Linked DNA regions of Mus musculus: all the other regions are linked to region 1. The links are chromatin contacts, called in public HiChIP or PLAC-seq and promoter capture Hi-C maps. All regions are on one chromosome and are shown on one strand. Each heading gives the region's core, a stretch centred on a gene start, on an enhancer-like site or on the middle of the called end of the contact. The rest is flanking DNA. Distances are from core to core; before and after follow the strand shown. Region 1 holds the start of Rsf1os1 (remodeling and spacing factor 1, opposite strand 1). Region 2 holds the start of Ndufc2 (NADH:ubiquinone oxidoreductase subunit C2). Region 3 overlaps Ints4 (integrator complex subunit 4).

Evidence for each region. Promoter capture Hi-C pulls out the DNA fragments that hold promoters and counts their contacts. HiChIP or PLAC-seq counts read pairs in DNA pulled down with a chosen protein or histone mark.
Region 2: a promoter capture Hi-C map of neural stem cells shows a contact between it and region 1. The contact joins the promoter of Ndufc2 here to the promoter of Rsf1os1 in region 1. A contact is called at or near these places in 3 of 39 promoter capture datasets (the C10 cell line, cranial neural crest and neural stem cells), 1 of 484 Hi-C or Micro-C datasets (bone marrow-derived macrophages), 2 of 115 datasets of contacts at active chromatin or transcription factors (cardiomyocytes and embryonic stem cells) and 2 of 9 other capture datasets (adipose tissue and liver).
Region 3: a contact with region 1 is called in an H3K27ac HiChIP or PLAC-seq map of embryonic stem cells, with 9 read pairs. The contact joins the enhancer-like site here to the promoter of Rsf1os1 in region 1. A contact is called at or near these places in 13 of 39 promoter capture datasets (the 3T3-L1 cell line, the C10 cell line, the HPC-7 cell line and 8 more), 2 of 484 Hi-C or Micro-C datasets (bone marrow-derived macrophages and epiblasts), 1 of 115 datasets of contacts at active chromatin or transcription factors (embryonic stem cells) and 3 of 9 other capture datasets (adipose tissue, liver and pancreatic islet).

What each region holds. Positions count from the first base shown.
Region 1 is chr7:97,642,967-97,648,102 of GRCm38.p6, forward strand. It overlaps Rsf1os1 (remodeling and spacing factor 1, opposite strand 1), which reads right to left and starts at 2,146. Exons shown (of 3, transcript NR_126461.1): 1 at 2,074-2,146. The region is part of intron 4 of Rsf1 (remodeling and spacing factor 1); the gene reads left to right.
Region 2 is chr7:97,397,111-97,402,246 of GRCm38.p6, forward strand. It overlaps Ndufc2 (NADH:ubiquinone oxidoreductase subunit C2), which reads left to right and starts at 2,893. Exons shown (of 3, transcript NM_024220.2): 1 at 2,893-3,247. The coding sequence starts at 3,079.
Region 3 is chr7:97,512,592-97,517,727 of GRCm38.p6, forward strand. Ints4 (integrator complex subunit 4) reads left to right here. Exons shown (of 23, transcript NM_027256.2): 12 at 936-1,078; 13 at 3,635-3,750; 14 at 5,031-5,136. Among named protein-coding and RNA genes, the nearest start is that of Ints4, 34 kb to the left of the region's middle. Within about 2 kb of position 2,435, at least 17 of the 459 cell types and tissues checked have an H3K27ac peak or open chromatin away from gene starts, as enhancers often do.

The sequences.
Region 1 (5,136 bases), core at 896-3,395:
TATCTCATGGTATGTATACTTAATATCCTTTTGGTTCACAAAATAATGTGAGGTATAATCTCACTTGATCCTGATGAGGTCATACTGAGAATATAGTTAAATTCTGATCCCAAACATGAAAAGAAAAATATTTAGTACAATGAATTCCTTATGGGAGGAACACTAATTGAATAGGAATAGAGTTGATATAGAATAATTTAAGGAGATGTCTATTTTTAGACATATAAAGAATTAATTTGGGGAAGATATGTGGATGTGTGTTGGGATTAAAAGGGCTGAGATATACATTATAGTGCAGAATTGAGTCCCAAAGAAACAAGGTCATTTACTTTTATATTATACAGAAATGGTTGTTTTCTGCTAGATGCTGTCACGGTGTTTTCTTATTAAACCTAGTTTATGTAAAGTAAGTTTTAAAAGTGGGATTAATCTTCATAGAAACTCTGGTGATGAGGAAAAGCAAATAATCCAAGCAGAAGTCTGGCTTTTTGCTTTCTAGGCTACACTTGGGGCTTTTTGTTTGTTTGTTTGTTTTTCTTTAACTAGAGAATGTAACTTTTTACTAAGAAAATTAATAGGCAAGTTTCCTTTACTTGAAACAGCTTCTGTAGAGAACTCCTTTGGTGGTGGTTTTAGTAACAAGATCCTTCCCCTCAGTGAGGCCGCAGTTTGGAACATGTTTCTGCATCATCGTGACCAGGTGCTTATATAATAAAAATTATCTAGGCTTCAGAATTATGGGTTTTTTAAACTAATAGTAGTTTAATAATAAGTGAGCCTTGTTATTGACCAGTAAGTTTAGGGGCATAACTGGACATTGACGATTCAAAATGCCAAAATTACAAAGTGCAATAATTTTCTAATACTGAAAATCTACCACTAGTTACAGTGTGTATTTATTAGCTACTGACAGCATCAATGTATTACCACAGTTTTACAACTTCTCTTAGGCTGGACATGACTGGATGGCGTTAAGTAAGGATGCTATCAGAGCCTGGAGGCTCAGAATCCCTAGAGCAAACAGGCTAGCTATAGGAGCCCTCTCAGTGAGCTTTGGGTATAATTGAGAGACTCTGCCTTAATTTGTACAGTGGGAACCAAGGATGATGCACGATGTTAGCCTTTGTCTTCAAAATGTATGCACCATGCTCCATTGGTGCCCACACATGTGAACATGCAAAGTCATGCATGCATACCTCATAGACATCTTATATAAAAGAAAACCAAACATGTACTGTTGTTTATACAGTGCCTATTTGCATTTATTGTAGAATTAGTATAAATATGAGGCACATTAGAAGTAGTTAATGCATACATGTGCACATATTCCACATTGAAAATCATTTCATATATTCAGGTAAAAACTCAGATAAAAGTTGTAAATTTTATTGAGCTAAGTTTGTTAGTATTTAGACTTCTCCTATAGAAAGTGGCAGTTTTATGTGGTTTAACTAACAAATTTCAGCAACAGAACTGTCCCCCTTAGTTTTAAACCAGAATAGTATTTTTTACACTTATTTCACCACTTGTTTAGGCCTCTGGATACTTTTTTTATAATTGATCAAATACTTTATGAAAGAAGAAATATATAGTGACAAAAGTGTTACTATTAAGTCCTCATGAGGGAGGAGGGAGCACACAGATCTTAAGTTGGCATAATTTAATCAGGTGCTCCCTTAAGTCAGAGAGATACTATAGAAAGTATTTAGATCCTAATTCTAGTAAGGAAAAAACACTTGGTGTAGACAGGTGATTGTTTCATAAAGTTACGTACATGTGGCTAACATTAACATGAACAAATGACCAGCAGGCTGAGAGAATTCCCAGTGGAAACCAGTTAAGTATGCCTTTATCCCAACAGATATCTTACAAATTAATAATTTATAATTTCCACTAAAATGACTAGGTGAATATTACTCAGAAATGCAGGTATTAACAAGTTTACAAGCCAACTGGAACTTATATCTTGCCTTCTACAAATATAAACACTGCGACCACTCTGACTAACCATTTGGTGGTGTCTTCAGATGTTACTATACTATTATACCGTCAGCTTCATTCCTTTGTACTTACTATTAACACAAGGCTTGTCTGAGCGTTTTCATTTCATCTTCTTGATCTTCCATTTGCCTTTGCATTTGAAAACAGTCTTACTCTGTATCTGAAGCTGCCCTTACCCACTATGCAGTTGAAGCCTAGCCTCAGTTATGACCTCATTCCTGTGACTACTGTTATAGTTGCTATAGCATCTTTGTTCCTAACAGTACTCATGCAGTAGATTACTGGTAAGCAGCAAAAGAAATGATCTCATGCGATATGAATTTGTCTCAAAAATCCTTGGTTGTGAAAGAAGCCAAACAGATATAGTATTTGCCTTTATTTGTTGTAAGCTTAGGTATTAACAAGACTACTAAACTGTGGTTATAATAATCAACACTGAGAGCAGCCAGGCGTGGTAACACACACTTGCAATTTTACTGCTCAGGAAGCTGGGGCAGAAGGATCTTAAGTTTTAGGCCAGCCTGGACTACTTAGTGAGTTCTGAGCCAGCTTGGGCTCAAGAATGAAAGCCCCATATTTCGTCTTGCCTTGGTAGGAGTTTATCTGTGTTAGTGTTTGGATATAAGTCTGTGGCTTCTATCCCCCTGGTTCATGTTTTGAACGTGGTCCCCTGTGAGTAATACTACTTTTAGAAAATGATGGAATCTTTAAGAGGTGGAGGACCTAGCCTGAGGGAGTGAGTCGGAGGATGAGGTTTGGTAGCCCGCCCCCCAGCTCACTGCCTGTCTCTACTTCCTTGACTGCCCCTGCTCTTAACCACCATCTCTTCCCAGCCATGATGGGCTGTACCCTTCAAACTAAAGCCAAAGTAACTTTTTTTTTTCTTTTTTGCTGATTTTTGTCAGATCTTTGTTCACAGCAGCAAGAAGAGTGACTAACACAGTGAGTGTCTGTGCAAAGTAACTAACTGAACTGAATGCTAACTGAGCTCCTTTTAGCCCTGGCAGGCTGAAAAAGCCGGGAATCCCAGCATTTCTGAGGCCGAGCTAGCCTGCTCTTCAAAGAAGACATCATGCTAAAGCAATACAGTTTTACAAGTAAACAAGGACATGCTGCCTTCACAGTGTATGAGTTGTACCTCTAAAAATATTTTTAAATGGATTGTGGTTTTGATAGTTATTTACAGAAATTTAAATTCTGAATAGTGAGTACAATTTTCACGTATCTTTATTCATAGGCCTCTACCAGGAAGTTTAAAATATTTTTTTGTTTTATTTTTTTAATTATATAGTATATGTATGTGCAGGTTGTCCATGTGTGAATACAGGTGTTCACAGAGTCCACAAGAGGTTGCTGGACCCTCTGGAACTAGAATCACAGGTTGTTGTGAGCTGCCTGATGTGGTACTGGGAACTGAACTCGAGTGTCGTGCAATGGCAGTGGGTGCTCATTACTACTGAGCCATTTCTAAAACTGTCAGGACATTCATTAGCTATGCTGCTAACAATGATTAAGAAGGTGAGACCTAAGCAGGGTGTGCTGGTGTCTGCCATACAATTCTAGTACTTAGGAGGCAGCAACAGAAGGCTTACCACAAATTAGGCCAGACAAATGCTACAACTATTAATATAAAATACACAAAAATGGAAGTTAAATGAGATGAAGGTGGTCTCTGAAGTCAGATCTTCCAGAATTCAATCCTGCTGTGACCTTAGGGAAGTAACTGTACCTCTGTGGATATCTCTGATTTTGTTCAGTTTGTTTTGAGAAAGGGTTTGCTATGTAGCCTAGGCTGTCCTTGAACCTGTGATCTACCTACCTCAGCCTCCTGAGTGCTGGGAGTTTAGATACGCACTACTATGCCTTTGTGTTGGAGTTGAATTAAAGCTTGCTGATTTGTGCTATCTTAATAATATTGTTGAAGTTATTAGCATGCCTCCATTTTCTTGGCTTCAGTAAAAGACTATTGTTCCTCTCAGTTTTCATTTTTTGCTACCTCAACATGTAGTTGATTCATAAGAGACAGAATAATGTTGCTGAACCTTAAGCCATACTGATAATTAATGTAAGGTACTTGCTATATTTATATTATGCTTTATCCTATTTTAAGGAAATTTTATGGAAATTTTATGGAAAAAAAATTTCCCATTTTTTATGGAAAAAAAGATACAGGATCATAAATGTTTAAAAAAACATTCCCATTTTATGGAAAAAAAGATACAGGATCATAAATGTTTAAAAAAAAATAAATGTGAGCTGTGGTGAAGAATATTCCAAGGTGTCCAGGAAGAGCTAGCTGAAAAGGCTATTCTTGCATTTTGTCTGCTTTTGTTACCATTGGCTTCCAGGGCTATTGTTCCTGAAGGTTTAGCCCTTACCACTAACTCACATCTGAAGAACTATTAGACTTGCAGAAGGAATATTACACAAAACAATAGTTAACAGTATGTCCCATTTCTCCAAAGTCTAGATTATTTAAGATACATATAGGGGCTGTAAGCATTAACATCTGGTAAAGTTGGAAAGTTAGTCTGCCCTAAACTAAGTTTCTAATCTTTTCTACCAACATAATGCAATACAACCAACTTAAGTTTATCCCCTCCCCCCAACCCCCACTAGTTTACAAATGAATGAGACTCAGGCTATGGTTATTTTATTAGGCTTTGACAATTACTGGGGGATAACATCTAATCTACTTTTCTAACTGCTGTCCCGGCTATCTCCCCAGCGGTGTACCCCAGATTCTTACTGGCCTTGTGCTCCTGGTCCATCTCCCCTCATGGCCGCGTCCTCCTCTTCTCTGTCCTCTCTCTTCTCCACCCCAGTCCAGTAACTCAAAACCCACCTCTGATCCTCCAATAACTGGCTGTAGCCAGTTTTACTTAACCAATAGTTTTAAATCAAGCAACAAGGTTTGCACAACAAAAGCTTGTAAGTGTGAGAATTCCCTTGGAGGGTTAGACCTGCTGAACACAATTTAGCATTCAAATACAAAGCAACCGACCAAACCTCCACATTTATTGAAAGTATCATCCTACAGAAAAGCAGCAACTCCTTTTGCTGGATTGGGTCAAAAGTCTTAGGAGTGCTTCCCCTCATTTGTTCTTGCTCTACATATAGTCTGTCAGCAAAACC
Region 2 (5,136 bases), core at 1,643-4,142, 250 kb before region 1:
ACAAATTGTTTCAAGTCCCAGACTGAGGCCTAGAGGAGAGTGGGAGTGGCATGCTGACGTGGGGTGGGTGAGCTGCCATTCCAGAGCCTTACACAATTGAGAAATGGATTCGGCCTGTTCAGTGCATCACTATGTGTGATGGTGTAAACATGTCCAATAGTTTAGTTCTTCAGAATTCCTTCTGGAGAATATTTTCAGTGGATTTTTTAAAAATATATAATTTTAAAACAAACACTGTGGCAAAAAGCAAAACAACAAAAAGTCACAGTGCAAGCTGGATGTGTGCCCACAGACCTGTGATCCCAGGGGGTGGGAGCATGAGGCAGGAGGTCATGAGTTCTTAGCCAGCCTCAGCTACACAGTGTGTTTGAGGCCAGTTTGGCTTCATTTTTATTGTGTGTCTTTTGTTCATCTCTGTGTGTGTATGGCCACAGAGGCCACAGAAGGCATATGAGCTTCAGGAAGTGGAGTTACAGGAGGTATAAACCAACCAAAGTGGGTGCTGGTCATCTGGGACACCAGAAAACACTCTTTTTTTAATTTTTAAGATTTATTTATTATTATACATAAGTAAACTGTATCTGTCTTCAGATGCGCCAGAAGAGAATGTCCGATCTCATTACAAGTGGTTGTGAGCCACCATGTGGTTGCTGGGATTTGAACTCAGGACCTTCGGAAGAGCAGCCAGTGCTCTAACCTGCTGAGCCATCTCACCAGCCCCAGAAAACACTCTTAACTAACCACTGAGCCATCTCTCCAACCCTCAAGACTTTTTTTTTTTTATGCAGAAAGGGTTTTCCCATGCTATATTTTTATTGTTGTTGTTCAATTTGCTTTGTTTTGTTGAGATGAGGGCAGAACACAGGGCCTAGTGCACAAGGCAAACACTCTATCACTATGCCACATCCCTGACCCTCGTTTGTTTTTTTTTTTTTTGTTTTATTTTATTGGAAATGGGGTCTCACTCTGTAGGCAAAGCTGATCTCAATGTTTGGAACTCCTGTTTTCTTAGCCCCTAAGTGTTGGGATTACAAGTGTGAGCCAACACACCCTGCAGTGTTATACTGTTCTATAGGACAGAAGATAAGATGTATAATTGCTGGGCCCTAAGTTGTGAGCATTCAAATTATTTGGTGCACTTCATGAAAATCCTAATGTATGCTTTCTCAAATAATTTTTACTTGAAAATGTTTTACTTAAAATATTTGGCTTAAAAGAGTCCTCTCAATGGGAGAAGACACCCTTGGTCCCCTAAAGGCTAGATGCCCCAGTGTAGGGGAATTAAAGGGCAGGGAGGTAGGAGTGGGTGGGTGGGTGGGTGGGGGCATACCCTCATAGAAGCAGGAGGAGGGGGGATAGGATAGGGAGCTTGGGGGGCAGATCGGGAAAGAAGATAACATTTGAAATGTAAATAAATAAAATATCCAATAGAAAAAGAAAAGTAAAGAAAAGAAAAGTAAAGTAAAGAGTCCTCTTGGTGGAGTGGAGGTAACTAGAGTGGTATAGGACTATATTCCCAGCACTGGGAGTGGGGGTGGGGTGGGGTGCAGGACACTTACCATTAGTTTGAAGCTATCTTGGACTAAGTAGCAAATTTCAGGTCAGTTAGTGCTACACAGAGATATGGAAAGACCCCACCCCAGCCTTTGTTAGGCAGAAGGTAGAGGTGAGCAGTGGAGGTGTGGAGTCTCACTCTCACGGCGGGGCACTAAAGGAGACTCTGGCCCTGGTTCTTATAAATTCCCTTCCTCCTTCCAAGAAAGGATAATTAGCTAGTGGGCTCTGATAATTACCTGATGAAAAACCTTGAGCAAATCTCAAAAAGAAATAAATAACTTCCAGTTCAGACCAGTGTTGGACAAAGATACAGGGAAAAGAAAACCATTTCAACTTGCTAATTACATGGTAAAGTTAGGTAGATTCCCAGACCGTATAAATAGTCTCCCTTTCTCTTACTCAACCCCGGTCTGCGCAAGCTGATGCAACTGTATTGCTTTTATGTATTGTCTGTCTGTTTCATCTATTTTAGGCAGGGACTTGTGTACCCAAGAATGACATACTGCTTGCCAACTGCTAGGATTACAGGCACCACTACGATTTTAAGAGAGATTTGCTCACATGCTCCATTGCTTTTATCTGTGTGTCTCACTGGATTTTCCTCAAAGAGTACAAGTATTGAGGAATATCCCCGCACTCGACTCTTAGCTGGTATTTAGTACTCCTGTCTTAGAAGCATATACATTTTCAGTATCAGGAAGGGCTTTCCAAAGGGAGATGTTCAAGTACGGAAAGTCCTTTATTTTAGGTGAGCGGAAAGAGACTAGGCAATCGCTTGATAGAACTTTAGGAATTCCTTCTTTCACTCCTTAATCCGTTGGGGAACACTTCTCTCAGCCACGTACATAGACCTGAAGGCCTAGGGGGAACCATTTTAGCAGACTATCGCCAGAACTGAATCTCAAGGTTAGGGTAAATGATTCGCTCCTGACCTCCGAATACCCTGGTGCTGACCTTACCTTCATTTTAGGCTTTGGGGGTGGGGGAAGTAACTGCAAACGAACTGCTGGAACCCCAGAAAGCTTGCTTTTATAGGCTTTAGATAAATGAACTAGCCATTATGACCACTTGTAGATGTTGATTTTTGGATGCTAAGATAATGTTTTCTGAAGAGCCATAGGCCTGGGGGCAAGTAAGTGAGAGACAATTTCGATTGTGGTAACTGGACTACATACATACATACATACATACATACATACATACATACCAATGTTTCCTAGCCTTTGCCCACTGTGGGTTATTTATTATAACCCCCCCCCACACACACACACACACACACACACACACTACAATGTCAGCGCAAGCCTTCACGCGTTGTGGGCCACTTAGAAGCCCGGAACCTCGCGTGCAGAGGTTGCTAAGGCTGAGCGCACAGGGAAGCTTTTGGGTGCTGCACCGCCGTACGCAATGCCCTTCAGCCTAGAGCGCGGAGGAGGACGGTAGCTCGGTCACGGCGTTTGGAGTCGTTGTTTTTCCTATAGTTGGAGTCGAGGTCAAACCTCTCGTGGAACCTGCCTCAAGATGATGAACGGCCGGCCGGGCCATGAGCCCTTAAAATTCTTGCCGGACGAGGCCCGGAGCCTGCCCCCGCCCAAGCTGAACGACCCGCGGCTTGTCTACATGGGCTTGTTGGGCTACTGCACGGGCCTGATGGACAACATGCTGCGGATGCGACCGGTGATGAGAGCAGGTGAGGGCTGCGGGCGATCCCGCTCGGACGAGGAGCTGCAGGGTTGCCCGCTGAGGTCATCTGTGCTCTACGAGGCCTTCCTGCCTAGCTGGGGGCGCCTGGCTCTCCCAGGGCGTGCATCCCCTCTCGGGTTCTCAGCGCCAAGAGTAGCCACATTGAAGAAAACCAAGTGCAGTGCAATGGGGACTTCTAAACCCCACGGTTAAGTCTGCGAAGGACTCAAGAAGGGCTCCTCACAGTTCGCGTTGTACTTCGTGCTAAACGGTTGCCCAGCCCATTTCTCTCAGACGTGAGAAAGTATTGTACTGACGAGAGCACGAGACCCAAGCAGAGTTAAAGCACCTTGCCCACGGTCTAGTTAAAGAGAGGAGCTTGTGTTGTGTTGGTGTGTGCTTAGAACCAGAGCTTCTCAGAGTTGGAGTGCATAGAAATAATATACAGTTAAAATATTGGTTTGATTCATAAGGTCTGGGGAGAGGACTAATGTGGACAAAACTCCAGACGCTACTACTGCCCTTATTCTGGAATAGGAGACTGTCAATAAACTAGCAAGCTGTATATTCTAGTTTGTCACTGGCTTCTGGTCACGATTGAGAATAGCTTAGCTTACACAATGTAGCTGTGCTAAGAACTGTAGAATTCCAAAGATACATGTAGAAGCAAACTAACTGTCTTTGTTATAGTTATTCTTTATATGGGGGGGGGGGTAGAGGGGAGATAACAACCTGAATTAGTTCTCTCTCCAATACCGTGTCAGCCCTGGGGATTGAACTCCCCAAGTCAGACTTGGTGGCAAATGTCTTTATCATGTCACTAGATGTGAACTTAACTTTGAATATCAAGCAAGAGTTAAAAGAACTTCGTATGTCTGGGGGTGGGGGTGGGGTGTGCAAGGCGTTCTGAAAGTGGGTGAATTTGATTACTTAGCTGCAAGATTACAGTGATAAGGCTGCAGAGGCTATCAGACGAGGGCAGTTTATTCTCTGGGTGGGGAAGACATGAAAACTTTTGAGAACTGAGGAAGTTCAGTGGTGAGGGTCAGTTTTGTCAGCAATCTAAACCATCAGTTGGCGCCAAGGACCACAGCACAAGAATGCTAATGAAATGGTTCCAGCCACTAGGACTCATCCCAGCTAATCGTCTGTGTTAGACATGAAGGTCAGCATCCATGACATCCTAGGGTCACTGGTCACTAGTCCTCAAATACTATTGGAAGCCAATATGTCTTGGAAATGCTCGTTCTCTCTCTCTCTGTCTCTCTGTGTGTGTGTGTGTGTGTGTGTGTGTGTGTGTGTGTGTGTACACTCACACACACGTGCACGTGTGTGTCTGATCATGCCTAAGCTTGTCGTTTGGGAACTACATGGTTTTATTTCATTGTTTCCTGCCTGTGTCACTCTGGCGAGTCATGTGTCAATCTGCCAGTCTCCTCATCTACCAAGTGAGAATCCTTGTGTATTCGTTGTGACGGTTCAGTGAGTTCTGTGGATTAGGTACACAACACACAAAAGGTGCTGAGTGAGGGGAACTGACTGGACTTCTCTGCCAGACCTTGGGGTTGTACATCCTGAGTATGGGAGAAGAACTGACCTTTAGAAGCCAGTCAGCCAGAAATACAAATCATTGTGTTGCTGGTCTTGGAGTGGTAGATGCATGCTTTGATAGAGATGGCATGATGGCACTTTGAGAGGGTGAAAGCGGTACAAATGTGAGGAAGAATGTTCTGCAGGTGGTACAGACAGGCTGCAATGTGGACTGTGCTATTTAGTACCGCCTTATTGCTTCCAGGGCCTGGAGAAGGGCATATGCTTTGTGCCAGGCATGGTGGTGCATGCCTTTAATCCCAGCACTAGGGAGGCAGAGGCAGGCAGATCTCTTTTCGTTTGTTT
Region 3 (5,136 bases), core at 1,185-3,684, 130 kb before region 1:
ATGGCTGAAGTGTGCTGTCACATTGTGCGGGAGGGCTGTGGAGCTCATGCAACCCACATCTCATTTGTTGGTGTTATCTGGCCACACAGACTTCTGGGCTGTTTTTAAGCATTCTACTCTAAGGCCTTTATGGTTTTTGATCCTTTTGATTATAAAATATTCAACTCATCCTAGTAGTCTTTGATTTTTTTTTCTAAAGCTGTTCCTCTTCTTTTGTGTGTGCGTGGGTCTTGTTATGTATTTAGGCTGCCCTCAACTTGTAATCCTTCTGCCTCTGCTTCCCAAGTGCTGGCACTACAAGTGTGTGAGACCACCACAGCACAGCCTGCTCTTTTCATAGTTGTCAGCCACTGATAACTCAGACATTGAGGTAAAAGATTCAGACACAGGGAAAAGGGAAGGTTAAAGAGCAAAAGGGGGTGGGCAGGGTGGGGCAGAGCTGTAATCCCAGTGCTCGGGAAGTGGAGGCAGGAGGATCGGAGTTCAGGGCCATCCTATGTCCTCGCTACATAGTACCAGTTGGACCTGGACAGCGTGAGACCCTGCCTCAAAACAAAAACAACAAACAAACAAACAAACAACAACAACAAACCAGAGAGAAGCCAGGTGAGGTGGTGGTGCTTTCCTTTAATTCAAAGCCAGCCTGGTCTACATAACAAACTCTAGGCCAACCAAGGCTACAGAGTAAAGTCTCAAAAAATAAATAAACTAAATAAATAAAACCAGGAAGAAGAAGAGAAAGAATAGAAAGAGGCAAGGCCCCTTCTTAGATCAATAAAATGAGGTCTTTCCCAGGGATTTTAGCTAGCAAATTTCTAAATATTTTTTTCATATGCACAGCCTAAATGGACACGTGGTCATGGAGAAGGGAACGGTGTGTGGAACATGAATCCCTGTTGCTAATTTTTACCTTTCTGTTTTTCTCTTCTGCAAAGGATTCATCCAGGGATATTAGAGAGGCTCTTCATGAACTCTTATGCTGCACTAATGTCTCAACCAAAGAAGGGATTCATCTTGCACTGGTGGAGCTTCTAAAAAACCTAACCAAGTACCCTACTGACAGGGACTCCATATGGAAGTAAGGACGTTTACCTCATTACTAAGTCTCGTCAAAAGAAAACTGTAGCGCGCACATTATTTGGTGGATCGTCCTAGACTAGGTGTAGCCCTCAGTTTCACCTTGACTTTAGAACCTGGGCGCAGTGTATTCATAAATAAAATACATCTTAAAAAAAAAAAACAAAAAAAAATGGCTTAGCTCATGGAGTCCACTCTCAGCTTGCAGAGGATAGAGAGGTAGGGAATACATAGATAGGAAGGTTGGACAAGATAGTAAAAAAAAGTCAGAACATTTAGAAATGAAGTCTAGTTTTAGAGAGGCTCTGCTGTGTAGATCTCCAGAAGGACCTGCTTAATTGCTTTTCCTACCTGGGTTCTGAATATAAGCAGAGAAAATAAAGCCAGCCAAACCCACTGCAAACTGCAGCCTTTACAGTGTGCCGGGAGGCAGAGCGGGTAAAGGGCTGAGAAAGAGAAGGTAAGGCTGGGCATGCTGGTCTTTAATCCTAGCATTCGGGAGGCAGAAGCTAGCCTTGAAAAGTACTTTCCTGTTTTTTGTTTGTTTTGTTTTAAGTAAATGTTCGCTGAAAACTTTTTGGGTTTTTTGGTGATTTATTTCATCTTATGTGTAGGAGGATTTGCCTACATGTGTGTATATGCATCTTGAGTGGTTTTGGTGCCCAAGGAGGTCAGAAGATGGTGTCAGATCCCCTGGAACTAGATTAGAGATAGTTGTGAGCCACAGTGTGGGTGCTGGTAGTCAAAGCCAGGTGTAAGACAGATGCTCTTAACAAAGCCTGCTCCTTATGCTTTCTCTCTTCTGCTGGCCTGTCACTGAAGTCCTATCAGCTGCACACTATCTGATCTGGAGTGTGAAAAGTGTCAAATTCAGCTTCTTATTACCTACAGTGCTGGTTACTGCTGCCTTAGCTGGCTAATAAGAGCAGACTTTAACACTTACATTTCTTCTTGTGTGAAGGGAGGTGTGAGGGTGTGTGTGTGTGTGTGTGTGTGTGTCAGTGTTGGGTAGCTTCCTCTGTGTTGCTTTCCACTTTACCTAATTTTTAAAAATTGTTTTATGTGTATGGGTGTTTTGCCTGTATGTGTACCTGTGTACCACTTGCATGGCTGATGCCCTTGAAGACCAGAAGAGAGCCTTAAAACCCTTGGAACTGGAATCACAGATGATTGTAAGGCACCATGTGGCTGCTGGAATGAAACCCTGCATGATCTGGGAGAGCAGCCAGTGTTCTTAACCAGTGAGCCATCTCTTCGAGCCTTTTATTTTTTGAGACCAGGTCTCTTACAGAATCCAGAGCTTGTTATCTGGACTATGTGGCCAACAGGCTCCCAGGAATCAGCCCACTTCAGTCTGCTAAGTGCCAGGACTGCAGGCACAAAGTGTCCAGTGTTGTGGTTTGATGTTTGTATGTGTGCTCAGGGTTTCTGTCCACAGGCTTCAAGCTCTTTACCTCCTCTTCAGCCCCCTTTGTAATTCAGTGGAGCCAGGCTACTTACACTTCTAAGCCAGAGCTTAAGAAACAGAATTGCCTCACTTGTGTAGGTTTGCAAAGCTCGGAAAAGCCCTTCACTTTTACTATAGTAGCTAATTATTACTGAGTTCTAACTAATAACATTCCTAAGTACTTTGCTTTTTTTTTTTCTCATTTAAATCCTATTTTATAAACAACCTGCTCAAGGCTACATAGTTTCAGGACATCCTGTAGGATATCAGTTGTGTTATTTTGACTACAAGTTAAAAAAAATATGTCTCAAATCATCTTAAATAATACATCTAATTTTTACATAACAATACATGATAAAATGTTCAGGATTGACCAGCTTGTCAGAGTGAGAGTCCTGGATGCTGACCTCTCCTAGCTTTCTCCTCAGAGCTGCGAGATGGTTGCTTCATAAGAGAGCGTCTAAAGACCCCAGGGAAGGGGTGTTCCCTTCATGCGTTTCTTTTTATGTGCTCAGAGCGCCATTGCTGAGCAGCTCCCCAGCAGACTTGTCTTGCTCCATTTACCAGAGCTGAGTTACTTGACTGCTAGCAAACCAGCTGCCGGAAGTGATGTGAATGCTGGGTGGGCTGACCCAATAGCAAAGCAGCGCCTCACTGTTTTCCTGGTACCGAGGAATTAGTTTTCTTGGCAAGGAAGATGGAGGAACTGGCTGTTGTTAAACAACCAGTAATCTGGGGCCTGGAGAGATGGCTCAGCGGTTAAGAGCACTGACTGCTCTTCCAGGGGTCCTGAGTTCAGTTCTCAGCAACCACATGGCAGCTCACAACCATTTGTGATGAGATTCGATGCCCTCTTCTGGGGTGTCTGAAGACAGTGAACTTTCATAAAGCAAACAAACAAAAACCAACGAGTATCTGCATTTGAGCTCTTCTAATTTCGTGATAGCCATTTGCAGTGAACTAGCCGAGTTCTGAGGAATCGGATGACTTACTTGAAGTTGTAGTGTTGTGCAAAGTGGGTAATTATGAGTTTCCATACCAAACCAGGCTTTCTGATCTAGTCCCTGCACTTATTGATTTACTGATATGGTTCCTGTTGGTTTGTTTCAGGTGCTTGAAGTTTCTGGGCAGCCGGCATCCGACCCTCGTGCTTCCTCTGGTGCCAGAGCTCTTGAGCACGCACCCATTTTTTGATACTGCTGAACCAGACATGGACGATCCAGCTTGTATCCTCTATGCTTAGTTCAGATGGGCGCTGCTGTCTTAGCAGAGAACGGGATTCTTCAGTGGTCTGAACTTCACTTAAAGTGTTTCCTTTTGTTGCTGTAGTATGTCAGAAGGACTCTGGTGGCTGTTCCCAGCTTACATTGTTTTCATAATAATTCATCTTTGCTGTTTAATAGCAACAGATATTACTACTACCTTTTATTTACCTCTTCATACATTGCACATATTCATTATATATTTTGTACAATTTATTATGACTTGCCACACAACCTTAGGAGGGGAAGGAGAGAGGAAGAGGGTTTTGTTTTGTTTTTTTTTTTTAATTTAGACAAAATTGAGTTTTAAGTAACTCAGAAAAAATCAGATCTGCAGCCAGATGTTATGCCGTCCACCTGTGGGCTGCTGCGGACGTTTGAGGCAAGCCTGGCCTACATCTAAGATACATTGGGAAACTGTTTTTTGTTTGTTTGTTTGTTTAGTTTTTAAGGTTGGTGTAGGGGAAGAGGCTGCTAATGTAGCTTGGTGGTAGAGGGCATGGATGGGCTTGAATAATACAGGCCAGGCTCTTCCTCCTCCTGCACCACAACAAAGAAAGAAGCAGAAGCTCAAATAGATCTGCCTTGAACGCTTGAGATGTCTGATTTTAAAGCTTTCCTGTGTCTTGAACCATGCTTACTCGGACCTGCAGCCTGAGGGAGGTGCTAGCCGGGGGTAGTGCGTGCTCACTGCTTCTAGTTAAACTTGGGTGGGTTTTGGTTTTCTCATGAAGCATGACATGAGACTGGATGGTTTTCCAGCAGTGGAACTACACTCACACCAGTACATCCTCATGCCCCCTAGGTTCCTCTTGCTCCGTACCTAGATTCAGATGCAGCATGAGTTTTAGGGATCACTATTCAAACATAGCCATCCAAACACGTGAATACAAGGAGACCATTGCATTCTCCCTTAGTCCTGTTGACCCTCACAGTGTGTTGGGTTTGTTCATTAGTTTAGGCATAATGATTTTATGTAGCCCATGTTGAGCCTGACTTCCTGATATTCCTGAGTGCTCTGACCTGAGGTTGCTGGCATGCCCCAGTGGTTCTCAGGATTGCACCCAGGGCTGCTTACATGTCAGGCAGTCGCTCAGCAACTGGACTCCAGCCCTAATTTTGTGATTATTGGCAAATTGTGATTCTTTAATGGGAACTTTGGAAACAGGAAGCGAAATGACAGGTTATATAGGTAAACCTTAATCTTTTATATTCTAAGTCCACTTAACTCTCTTACGTATCAGACATTGCAGTTTTAGTTCTTATCTTCAATGCTGCTAAGACCTGTCCTACAATGCCAGCACTCTTCTCAGACCACACCCTCAGGCACTATGCCTACCTCCGAGACAG